Linked DNA regions of Mus musculus: region 1 is linked to region 2. A link is a contact called in public Hi-C data. All regions are on one chromosome and are shown on one strand. Each heading gives the region's core, a stretch centred on a gene start, on an enhancer-like site or on the middle of the called end of the contact. The rest is flanking DNA. Distances are from core to core; before and after follow the strand shown. Region 1 has its middle 26 kb from the start of Hif1a. Region 2 overlaps Prkch (protein kinase C, eta).

Region 1 (3,004 bases), core at 457-2,956, 110 kb after region 2:
AAGAAGAGATGTGAATATGAATAGCATCAAAAACCCTCTCCAAATGGAGGACTCAGATCAGAACCTTTGGAAGGATATGGCTCAACACCCTCTGCCGAGATAGTTGGCAAACAGAGTTAGATACACGGTAACAATAGCATCCAAAGACTGGAGCCCTGAGGAGGACCCACAGCATTGTAGGATTCCCTCAGTCAGCTCAGCTCAGGGACTGACTCCAGTGTTCCTTTAGGAATTCCATGTACTTCTAGGACATGTGATGGTTGGGCATGCTTATATACTGTTGGGGTGGATGGCTCTAAGTGACTCTCCTTGCTGAGTCATCTCAAACTTGCTGGGCTGGGCTTGTTGAGTTTGTGATGTAATTAAAGTGCCCTTAGGAAAGTTTAGAGCAGGCCCCACCCTCTCCCTCCTTTGCTCTGGGTCTAAGTGACATGGAACAGGGCTCCACACTGGATGTGATTAATAGGAAATAGTCCTGAGTAGTTTTTTATTTTTAGTAGTTTTTTTGTTTATTTTAGCTCAAAGAAGAGGAACTTGGCCACTTTTGTAGGTTTGACAGGGGAAAGGCAACTTCCCAAGGTTTCTATCTATATGAAAGAGAATGTTGGAACAGAACTAAGGGGAAGCCACAAATCATACCCTCTACCTCGTCTTCTAGGTATGGGGAAAAGTCTTAGCTACTTCTGCCTTTGGAATGGCCCTACAGATACCGGAGTATAAAAAAAGTTCTAGTAATTCAGGCCTGAATTTTGAGGGCATGGTTGCCTGCACCTATAATCCCCATATTCTAGAGATAGAAACAAAGAAGGCCACAAGTTCTAGACCAGCCTAGGCTACATAGCAAAATTCTGTCACAAAGCAAAACACAAACCTTGAACTTCCTAAGTCTTTGCATTAATCAAATATTTTCACATCAGTAACTTGGCTTTTCTTGTTGTTGGTTTGATTTGGTTTGGTTTTAAATTGGGTTTCACTACCTGGCTGGCCTTGAACTCAAAGAGATCTATCTGCCTTGGCCTCTGAGTGCTGGGATTACAGGCTTGCACAGTCATGCTCAGCCATACACATCACACACAACACACACACACACACACACATCATCATCACCATCACCATCACCATCATCATCATCTTATTCATATCAGATAAGTCAAGATTATTCTCTGTATATGTGCTGGTGTTTCAGAAACTCAAATTTATTATAATATGCATATGATGTTCATTGTACAAATAGTTTTCATTGTTCCTCACTAGTGTAGATAGGAACTCTTCACGAGAAATGAAGCCACCCACTAAGTCTCCACAAAAATACACTCCACCCTACTCCAAAATGTAGAGAAGATTAATGGTCCAGAGAAAGCAGACACTCACACCTTTCCGTGACTTTTCTGAAAGAGGAAGTGGGCTGAAGAGCAGCAGAAAGGGGAAGCTAGTGCCTTCCCTTTCATTTTCTCTGAAGCTATGATACAGTGTCTTAAACCCCAACCCTGCCCATAGAATACACACTTAAGGACATCAAAGGCCAGAATTATAGTAAAGGATTTTCTAAATGTTTTAAGAGACCGTATTCAGCACTTGGAATGCACAGATGTATGTGCTAGGTGATAGAGAACGAGGTATCTTAGTTAAGGTTTCTACTGCTACAATGAAACACTATCACTCAAAGACATGGGGAGGAAAAGGTGCATTTGGCGTACACTTCCATATTACTGTTCATTATTGAAGGAAGTTAGGACAGGCTCAAACAGGGCAGGATCCTGATGCAGAGGCCATGGAGGGAGCTGCTTACTGGCTTGCTCTTCATGGTTTGCTCAGCCTGCTTTCTTATAGAACCCAAGACCACCAGTCCAGGGATGGCAGCACCCACAATAGGCTGGGCCCTTTTCCATTGATCACTAATTGAGAAAATGCCTTATGGCTGGATGTCATGGAGGCATTTTCTCCACTGAGGCTCCCTCTCACTGATGACTCCAGGTTGACACACAAAAGCAGCCAGAGCATTGGATTTCTTCAGGTTAGTTTCCTTTGTCTGAGAGTTTAAAGATATTCCTATTTTAACCCATTCACCAACAAATAAACAACAAACAAACAAAGAAAATAAAAAAAACCCTCTTGGGATTTAAAACATGTCTCACAGAAAAATTATTCATAACATGCTATCAAGTATATCGTATAAATCCTACTGTCTACTTTGACAGTTATCACAAAGCTGATAAGCATGTGTGTGTGTGTGTGTGTGTGTGTGTGTGACTTTAAGCAGCCTAGATGGCAGTTTAATTGTATTGCTCTCTCTCTCTCCCTCTCTCTCTCCTTCCCCCCTTCCATCTCTCTTCTCCCCCCATGCTGTCATTGACCTGTCTCTCAGACTGTTGCCCCTCTGTGTATCTCTGTGTCCATGGATGTCATTGCATACCCTTGTACTTTCCCCTCTCTACACCATCCCTCTGTCACCCCTCCCTAGTTACTCTGTCCTCTATATCAAGAACGATCTCGGTTTGTGAAATATTCCTCTCCCTTGGACTCCTTTCATGTCCACTTTTCCTACATTTTGTGCCAAAATATCTCATTACAAGTGTTTGAATATTTGCTTTAAAAGTCATTTGCTGGTGGCTCATTGTGTGCATGCAGAAGTGAAAACCTGGAGTGGGTCCAAGTGGCTTTCAGTGGGAGATTAGCTAAATAAATTATGTTGGCTTTATGAAATGGAATACCTTAATACAACCATGCAACACACATCTGCTTCTTGTCATGAAGACTATTTGTGGCACTTTTTTTTTTTTTACTTTTAAAAAGTAGATTACAGGAGGCTGGAGAGATGGTTCAGCAGTTGAGAGCACTGGCTGCTCTTCCAGAGGACCCAGAGGACATAGGTTCAATTCCCAGCACCACCATAACAGTTCATAGCTGTCTGTAACTCCCAGTTCAGGCAATCTGACACCATCACATAGACGTGTCATACAGTCAAAACAACGATGTACATAAAATCAAAATAAATATTTTTTTA
Region 2 (2,908 bases), core at 382-2,881:
CCCTTCCTCTTCATTACAGCACTGTAGTTTCTGAACTTGCCTGTCATTTCAGCTGTCTCAGCCTCTGACCGTGCTCCCCACTCCCATCTGACTGTGCTCCCTTCCCCAATTTCTTACTTATTCATGGTACTGTGGCCACTCTTCCTGCCTCCTCACACACATTGGGTAGGTCAGGCTCACTGTCCACACACTTGCCCTGCCATCTTCATGTGGCAGCTGTCCCGACTATATGTCCTTCTGTTGGTACCCCAGGTGCTCATATGTATCCGAGTGTGTGTACTAACGATGGGACAGGCATGATTGTCTTCTTCCTACATGGATCCTACTTCATTTCATCAAACGCCAGCTCCTCCATGGCACTCACTGGCCTGCCCCAGTGCTGTTTACTCGATCATCCTCCAGGCTCTCACAGTGATTTACATGTTTCTTTCCAGCGCATCCTGTTGTGTGTTGTAGTTTGCATCAAAGACTTACCCCTTGATGCAATGGTAATACCTTTGTTATCTGCACACTCCGAAGTTTAGTACACTGCCTTGCATTCACTAGATCCTATATAGACTTTGTAAGTGGAATAGAGGCTTGTCCTCTTTTAACTTAATTGGAATTATTTTTTAATAGTTTTTAAGTGTCATGTTTGCATCATTTAATCCCTTCCTTTCCACCTCCAAATCCTCCCATAGCCCCCACATTCCCACTCACATTTATGACTTTTTAAAATTAATATTGTTATACACACACACACACACAGAGTACCTATTTGGTCCATTTAGTTCTGTCTCATGTACATGTGTATTGGGCTAGGGTTAGGGTTAGGGTTAGGGTTAGGGTTAGGGTTAGGTTAGGGTTAGGGTTAGGGTTAGGGTTGTATAAGGGATTCTCATCCCTGGAGAATAATCATTTTCCTCCCTGTGTAGCCATTGTCTGCCTATATCTCTCATCTAGAGGTGAGGCCTTGTGAATTTCCATCCCCTTTGGCATTTCCGGTGGTATTGTTACTATGCATGTCTTGTTTAGACAATGCCTGTCTAGAAGAAACTGTCTTGTAGAAGGCATCCTACTTGTCTGATTCTTACACTCTTTCTGTCTCCTCTTCCATGATTGTCCCTGAGCCTTCTGTACAGGGCTTGTATTGTGGATGCATTGGGGTTGGATACTGGGCATGGTTAGTCGATCTCTATATTTTGACCAGTTGTGGACCTTTAGAATAGTCTCTATCATTGCAAAAAAGAAACTTCTTGGATTATAGGTGAGAGTTACTCTTATCAGACTGGGTTGTCCAGATCTTGTTATGTGGAAGATGATTGTATCTAAAAAGCTCAAACCTAGGTGTTAAAAAACCCAGGTTCTGGCGCTGGAGAGCTGGCTCAGCAGTTAAGAGTGTGTACCCATGTTCACAGCACCTATGTAGGCTGCCCACAACCACCTGCAACTGTAGCTCCGGGGTATCTGATGCCTCTGACCTCCGCTGGCTCCTGAACTCATGAACACTGAGCCACGCAGAGATAAACACACATGCACATAATTAGAGATGAAATATATCTTTAAAAACATTAAATCAAGATTACTCAAAAAGTTTGACCAGAACCCCAAGAGGAAGTGTCTACCAATCGTGACTCATCCTGGTCCAGTTCTAGAAGTGTGCTCTTCAGAAAAGTCGCCACTGTGATTTGTCTGTTCCACCTAAGGCAATGCTTCTGCCCCGTGGATGCTCGGGGCAGGGGCAGGGGCAGGGGCAGGGGCAGGGGCAGGGGCAGGGGCAGGGGGGCAATGAGCAGCGTCAGACAACAATGTTTCTGCCACACAGGCATCTGGAGTCCGGTGCTGTCCCTCTTTCCTACAGGAACAAGTTACAATCACACATTCACAAGAAATCCTCTGCTCCCATCCCTGGCAGATCTCGGAGTTTCCCACAAGCCATCTGGGTCTCTTTCTATGGTCCTTTTTTTTTTTCCTCAAGTTTTCTTTTCTTTTGTTTTTGTTTTTGTTTTTCCAATTTCATTATTAGTTGTTAATGTTCTTAAAATTGCAGATCCCCATCCATCAGGGATTGTACCTTACAATTAATAACTGGAGTATGAACAGCTGTGATTGGACCTGTGTCTGTTTGAATGCTTATTTTATTCTGAGTCCTACTCTCAAATCCAGCATGCTAGAGACTCTACTTGTTTGTCACTTGTAGAAAGGAGAAGCCATTAAATCTCTTCAGAGTCTTCATTCTTACTGGTTCCCCTTTGACATTTTTTAAACGTTTTGTAAAGTAGATACTGTGGGATTGCTGTTTGCTGAGGCATGTCGCTGTCTTTTCCTTTAGCATGACCCTTCTCGGATGACCCAACCCTGAGGCCTTCATAGCTCTGGCTTCCTGGCGTGACCCAGGTGTCACTGTCTTCTGTGTCTTCATCAGCAACGAGATTGACTTTGGAAAAAAAAAATATCATTAAAAGTTCACAGTAAATTCAGCTCCAAACAGTTTCCATAAACACAGAATTACTTTGGTTTTATGTTCACAAGTCAAACATGGAAAGGATATTTGGTGACTGTCAAAAGTTGTCATTAGTCTCTTTACGGATAACTTGATTTTGAGTCCGGAGGTGTGGCTCAGAGGTAGGGTACTCATCTCTGTCACACATGGCCCTGAGTTTCAGTTTGGAAGAAGCACAAAGAAACTTAAAGTAACTTGATTTACTTATAACCACAGTAACCTTTTGCCTTGTTGGTTTCCCATGATTCTGGGATAGAATTGGGCTCCTCTCTGTGCTAGGTAAGCACTCTCCCACTAAACCATAGCCACGATGCTGTTACCTGGTTTTATTGCTTTGTTTTCTGAGACAAGGCCTTACATTACAGCCCAGGCTGACTTAGCATTCACCATTCTCCTGCCTCAGCCTCCAAAAGGGATCACAGACAG

The links. Hi-C and Micro-C count contacts between places; a contact is called where the count stands out from the background.
Region 1: a contact with region 2 is called in a Hi-C map of bone marrow-derived macrophages, with 42 read pairs. The contact joins two enhancer-like sites. A contact is called at or near these places in 2 of 39 promoter capture datasets (maxillary cranial neural crest and neutrophils), 1 of 15 datasets of contacts at CTCF or cohesin (CD8 T cells), 14 of 484 Hi-C or Micro-C datasets (the C2C12 cell line, the HPC-7 cell line, Th1 cells and 8 more), 4 of 115 datasets of contacts at active chromatin or transcription factors (CD8 T cells, bone marrow-derived dendritic cells, bone marrow-derived macrophages and 1 more) and 3 of 9 other capture datasets (adipose tissue, liver and pancreatic islet).

The regions. Positions count from the first base shown.
Region 1 is chr12:73,880,230-73,883,233 of GRCm38.p6, forward strand. No RefSeq gene overlaps it. Among named protein-coding and RNA genes, the nearest start is that of Hif1a, 26 kb to the right of the region's middle. Within about 2 kb of position 1,707, at least 136 of the 459 cell types and tissues checked have an H3K27ac peak or open chromatin away from gene starts, as enhancers often do. A contact at or near this core is called in bone marrow-derived macrophages, where this site is marked.
Region 2 is chr12:73,771,495-73,774,402 of GRCm38.p6, forward strand. All of the region lies in intron 12 of Prkch (protein kinase C, eta), which reads left to right. Gm34189 (a long non-coding RNA gene) reads right to left here. Exons shown (of 3, transcript XR_003950198.1): 3 at 1,766-2,416. Among named protein-coding and RNA genes, the nearest start is that of Gm34189, 9.2 kb to the right of the region's middle. Within about 2 kb of position 1,632, at least 18 of the 459 cell types and tissues checked have an H3K27ac peak or open chromatin away from gene starts, as enhancers often do. A contact at or near this core is called in bone marrow-derived macrophages, where this site is marked.